Linked DNA regions of Zea mays: region 1 is linked to region 2. The links are chromatin contacts, called in public Hi-C maps. All regions are on one chromosome and are shown on one strand. The core of a region is the stretch at or near the end of the contact, and the rest is flanking DNA. Distances in the headings are between cores, read along the strand shown. Region 1 has its middle 53 kb from the start of LOC103648883. Region 2 has its middle 15 kb from the start of LOC103646909.

Region 1 (2,734 bases), core at 171-2,670, 250 kb after region 2:
GTAACACCCTTAATCCATCAGTCAAAAGCAATCTAGTTAATTTATTAGTTTTAATAGAAAAGAAAATACTTGTGTTCTCAAATAATGAAATGGTGATATAAATGAATGGAACAATTTCTTAAATAAATAAAATTTCATGTGTTTAATGCATTCATGCCAAAGCATGTATTTTGTTTGGTGGATTTTCAAATCCAATTTGTCGATATAATTTGTGAGAAAATATTATTTTATAAAGTAATAATGAATTGGTAAAATAATATTTTTATTTGGAAAATACTTATTTTGTAGTGCTAATAATTTTTTCTTATAACTAATTGCAAGAATCTCGATTTTAATTATTTATCTCTTTTTGGTGAAGTCCATTTTATTTAATTAGTGGATTTTCCCTAAAATAATTTATATTTAAATAGAGTATACTATTATTATTGGATATATACACGTACGTTTTAAGTTAAAAAAGGTAAATGAAAATAAAAAAGAAACAAATTGCTAATCGCATGCATTCGTGACCCAAAATCCCAGCCCACCAATCGCACGTGTCTCTCTCTCTCCCTCATTTCTTTCACAGCAGACAGGTCCCACTTCTGTTCTTCTTCTACGTTCTTCACAGTGATCGAGTTGTCGCTTGGCCTCGCTGTAACGGCACGGTCGCCGAGTGCCGCCGGCTCTTCTGTCTCCTCGCCTCTCGCCTCCTCGAGCATCAGAAGCCGCACGTCCGTTTTCATTTCCTTTTCTCCACTCACGAACGCCCGCTTCTTCTCCCAGTGCTGCCGCCATTAATGTGCTCTTCACCGCGAGCGTTTCAGTGGGGTTCGTTGTGCTAATTCAATGACTATTAAGCCGCCTGCAAATCCCATCCCTAACTTATAAATAGGGCTGCGCTCGCTCCCTTCTTCCACTTTGCACGCTCGCCTCTCCCAGCCCTACTGCTCCCTTGCCACTGAATGGAGAAGCCCTGCAGCTCGCCGCCCTCCCCTCGCGCTTCTGCCCGTTGTTGTCGTCGAAGCTACGCCGCTACTATTACTCAGCACTGTCGCATACCGATGTTGCTCGCTGCAGTGCTGCGCTGCACCTCGCTAGAGCTCCGTCGCTGGCGCCGCATCCAGAGCCCTCTGCCCTCCACCCCGCAGTCAAGAGCCCTCTGCCTCCTGTCGTATGTGCTGCGAGTATACAAATGAAGGTAGAAGAAGACTTCTAATTATGTGATCTACCCCTATATCTACCCCTTTAAATTTTAGAAACCCATTTTAATCTAGCGCGGGCCATTTTAGGGGAGGAGCACGGCCAGGAGCTGTTGCTGATGCCTGGTGGTGGCTACTTCTCTCGTGCGTTACTTTCGCCCTGCGATGATGATGGTATAGGGCAGGGCGTGGTGTTTATATACGAGATGAGATGGGTGAGGCTATTTAGGGGAGGGACCCCTCCAGCCAGCAGCAGCTCCAGGCCCGCCAGCGTTTGGTGGCTTGTAGCTCCACGTGTCGTGTGGTCATGCACCACTCGGCAGGGTCACGGATGTAGCGGCAGTATTAATAGGTCTTTGGTTTGAAAAATCACTCTATTTAAAATGAGGTGATGTATCATAAATCTATTTATTAAATTTGGTGTAATGATCTTATTTTCCATATTAGTATTAACTAACAAATTATAAGGAATGAACTAGTGATGGATCAACTCATTCCATTCATAAACCAAATAAAAAAAATGAGGCGTGAGAAAATGACGGACTAGCTCATTTATCAAATCAAACACTCTATTATTGTTTGGCACATAAAAGATAATAATTTAGCCCGTTTTCATAAGAATTGTTATGAGGGTATATATATATATAGTTGGGTTGATCAGGTCACGTAAAAGATTGGCTTTTCAGATAGTTAAAAGACTATACTATACGATACAACCCTGAAACCATATATTATAAATGTAGTTAAGAGATTATATATGAAGAATCGTGTATTGATATTCTGGAGTCTCCAAGAGACCCTATGTTAAATAGGGTTGTACAGTCCTTAAGTTGTCTTCGGCGGATCTTGTAAAATATGGGACGCGGAACTGTAGATGACACTGTTTGACACTTTTAGTTTGAAATAAGGTATAAGATATGAGATCTACTGGAGATGGCCTTAGAGCATCTCCAAAAGAACCCCATAATATCATCCCTTAGTTTCTTGTGATCTCCAACACGCCACAAAAAACCAAAAATTTGAACTGGGTCAGCCCATACTCGCATCACGCCACCGCACCATGCTTTGCAATATTTCTGTTGCAACCCCAGTCCAAATACACATGTCGTATTTGCTAAGGGTGCGTTTGGTTAAATGTACAAAGAGGGATGGAATGAGGCGGCCACATTTTCTATAGTGTTTGGTTGAGAGTCAAACGGAGGCGAGGTGAACACCGGAGTGATTTTTGAGGGCGGCGTGATCCTTCTCAGCCGTCATCATATTTGCCAAGATCCTTCGCGGCCGTCGCAACGCCGAGCACATAAGTGTTCATTGTGGCGTCAGCCACCGCCGATCTCCATCCTTGTGCACCGGTGGTATTGCTTTGAGTACTGATCAGGTATGTCCATACCTTGCTAGCGACGGTAATGGATCGTGATCCAAATAGTTCTTCACAAAATGTCAAGGCCCTAAATAAATTATAGTTCAAAAATGACTAGAAATAAAGCCTGATCCTAACCCGCTTCGATACTTAAATCTTATAGTGCAAAAATTATAGCCCATTGTCAGCCTTA
Region 2 (2,799 bases), core at 245-2,744:
CCCCCCGTCTACCAACATTTTAGCAATCGGTATCCCATCAATGTGACCGCGCACAAAGAGCTGCTTTAAATAGTTTACTGATTCCTTTGGTTTAGTGAAGGCGGCCTCTTTAGGACCAAAGTTGAACTGAGCAACGACAGGTTCATCGTCGCCGACAATAGTACAATCGGCGAAAAACGTAATAACATTTATGTCCATACCTGGGTGCTCTGGAGAAGCTTCGTAGTCGACCAGGTCTTCTCCTAGTAGGTAGTCCTCCTCTATGGGCGTCAGCACGTCATTGGAGGTGTCCTGGTGTGGTGCGGATGGTCCGGACTCGAGAGTCGGACGGTCCGTGTCATCTGCGGATGGTCCGGCCTTTATAGCCGGACTGTCTGCCATACCTGCAGAGAGCTGTGAAGTTGTTGTCTCATTTTCTGTCTTCGAGGCCGTTTGATTTATTTCAACGGCCTTTGGTGTAAAGCCCAAAAAATTGTATCAGAGAAAAAAATAATAATAATGATATAAATGTATAAATATTATTGTGTAGGGTTTTAGGATTATGGAACTGTTGGAGATTACTTATTTGTGCATATTCAATTAATAGAATTATATTGTTTAAACAACAAATAAATAAATATAGAAAAAATGCATATCATGCTCGAATTCTTCTATGTTTGCATTTGTACTCAAATTTTTGAGACAAGTTAAGCTTGAAAGGTAGAATTTGTAACACCCAAAATCCTATTTTGGGGATTTTCTCCCAAAGAAAATGAGTTAGAGTGTACCTTAAGAGTAAATTCCTTTCTTTTCAAAATACATTTCCCTAAAGAACATAAATTGTAATATTAAACTTGTGGGTAGCTCGAAGCTTAGAATTAAACTTTGAAAACTAGAGATAACATCATCAAATATTGAACTCATGGACTATTCTTAAAAAATAACTTTGTGTTTAGGAACCTTCTTTTAGTAAAGACCAAATTAAAGACTCTTAATTTATTAGAGTGAATTTATGCCCTCACGAATTATATATGTAGAGACTTTTTAAAAGTTTCAAGTTAAAGGTATCCCTTAATGGAGATTATACATTAGAAAGTATTATGAATATTCGAAATATTTTATGAAAACATATTATTTTGTGTGTATGAGTTGTATATTTAGAAGCATTGTCTAAATAATTAATTAATAGAAATAAAATAAAAACTTTTGCTTTGCATGCTGGAGTTTGTTTGTGCGTTTTGAAATTTGCTATTCAAACTTACGTTTGAATTTGAAATTTAACATAGAAAAGAAGAAAGGAATCTTCCTTTAGCCGAGCAGCCTATCACATCTGAGACCACTCGACCACTCCTCCCTTCACGTGGTCCATGCATTGTGATTTTTTTCTTTTAATCATCCAGCCGCGAATGACTTCATCATCTTAGTTTTTTTTGCACTGCTGTGTGGCCCAGATGACAGCCCCATCTCCTATACGGATATTCAATTCTGTTAAACGACCTAAGCCGAGGATCCATGATAACCGGGGTTAGTTTACCAACTCCAAACTAACCGCACTTTTCACTCTACCAGCCGAGCACCCTTCCCTAGGATCAGTGACGGTCCTATCATTTTAGGTGCCCGGGACAAGATTTTAAACAGAGACCCTTCAAATTATTTTTAATATATAAATGTTACTAATTAAACACTCAAAATACATTTAAAAATATTTATATCAAATAATAAGTAAATAAAAGTATATATATATTATAATATCACTTTAATTTTTTTTCTAACGTGTTTAGATATTTATTATTTTGTTGATGTGCTATTTGATCATATGACTAGAATTAGGCCCTACGAATTCAGGGGCCCAGAACAACTGCCCCTCTGCCCACCCTCGGGGCCACCACTGCCTAGGATACATATATGACTGCCCACGCACCCTGTAGGCCATCAAATAGAGCTGCGTGTACCCACGACGGAGAACCACGAGTCCTCGCCATTGCCGTAAGCCGAGAAAGTCTTGTTGCCGCAAGCAGAGAATAAGAGAGAGAGAGAGCCACAATTGAGAGACACCGCCGGCCGGTAGTGATGAACCAGGGGACCCGGACTCGGGATGACAAGGGTTCGTGGCAATATGGTCGGGGCTGGCGAATGCGGTGCTCGCCGGATGCTCCAACGGGGAGTCTCATCAGGCTTCATCATCGTTGTTCATGGGCTGGTTGCAGCCGCTGCCATCCACCATGGCTGGCACTCTACTCTCCGTCGTCTGACTGTCAAATCACCCTGCCGCATAACTCACGGTATGGAATTCGCCCCACATATAGTTCTCCCTATCTTTCTCTACGTGTACCACTTGTTTAGCATGATCGAGCGTCATGATTCTGCACTCCGCCACTGTAATACCCAAAAATGTATAAAGTGATATTATATTGGATCTCCTTATTTTGTGTGCCATATTTGCATCATAAAAAGAGCATACAGGTAATTAAGAGTGATTAATTAAAACCAATGATACTAAAATAAAAGAAAGTGCATCTTATTGGAGTTTTATATGTTTGTCCATTAAATAAAATAATAAGGATAATAATAATAAGATAATAATTATTAAAAGCTTGAATCCTAAATTGAGAATTAGGATTTGAAATAAGAGAAGTGAAGAAATGAGAAAAATACTATATAAAATAAAATAAAAATCAGAATAAATACCTTTCACACTGATATTATCAAACTGTACATTTCAAACTGAGGAGTTGTTTATCACAAAGTTTGAATTTAAAATCTCTACAACTATTAAGCGTCATCTGTAGACTGTCCCCGCTCTCCCCTGCCACCCGCGGA

Evidence for each region. A called contact is a pair of places that touch in the nucleus more often than the background predicts.
Region 1: a Hi-C map of ear shows a contact between it and region 2, with 2.2 times the contacts expected there. The contact joins two enhancer-like sites. A contact is called at or near these places in 2 of 25 Hi-C or Micro-C datasets (ear and tassel).

Annotation. Positions count from the first base shown.
Region 1 is chr2:120,948,706-120,951,439 of Zm-B73-REFERENCE-NAM-5.0, forward strand. No RefSeq gene overlaps it. Among protein-coding and RNA genes, the nearest start is that of LOC103648883, 53 kb to the left of the region's middle. Within about 2 kb of position 1,421, at least 8 of the 20 cell types and tissues checked have an H3K27ac peak or open chromatin away from gene starts, as enhancers often do. A contact at or near this core is called in ear, where this site is marked.
Region 2 is chr2:120,694,122-120,696,920 of Zm-B73-REFERENCE-NAM-5.0, forward strand. No RefSeq gene overlaps it. Among protein-coding and RNA genes, the nearest start is that of LOC103646909, 15 kb to the left of the region's middle. Within about 2 kb of position 1,495, at least 11 of the 20 cell types and tissues checked have an H3K27ac peak or open chromatin away from gene starts, as enhancers often do. A contact at or near this core is called in ear, where this site is marked.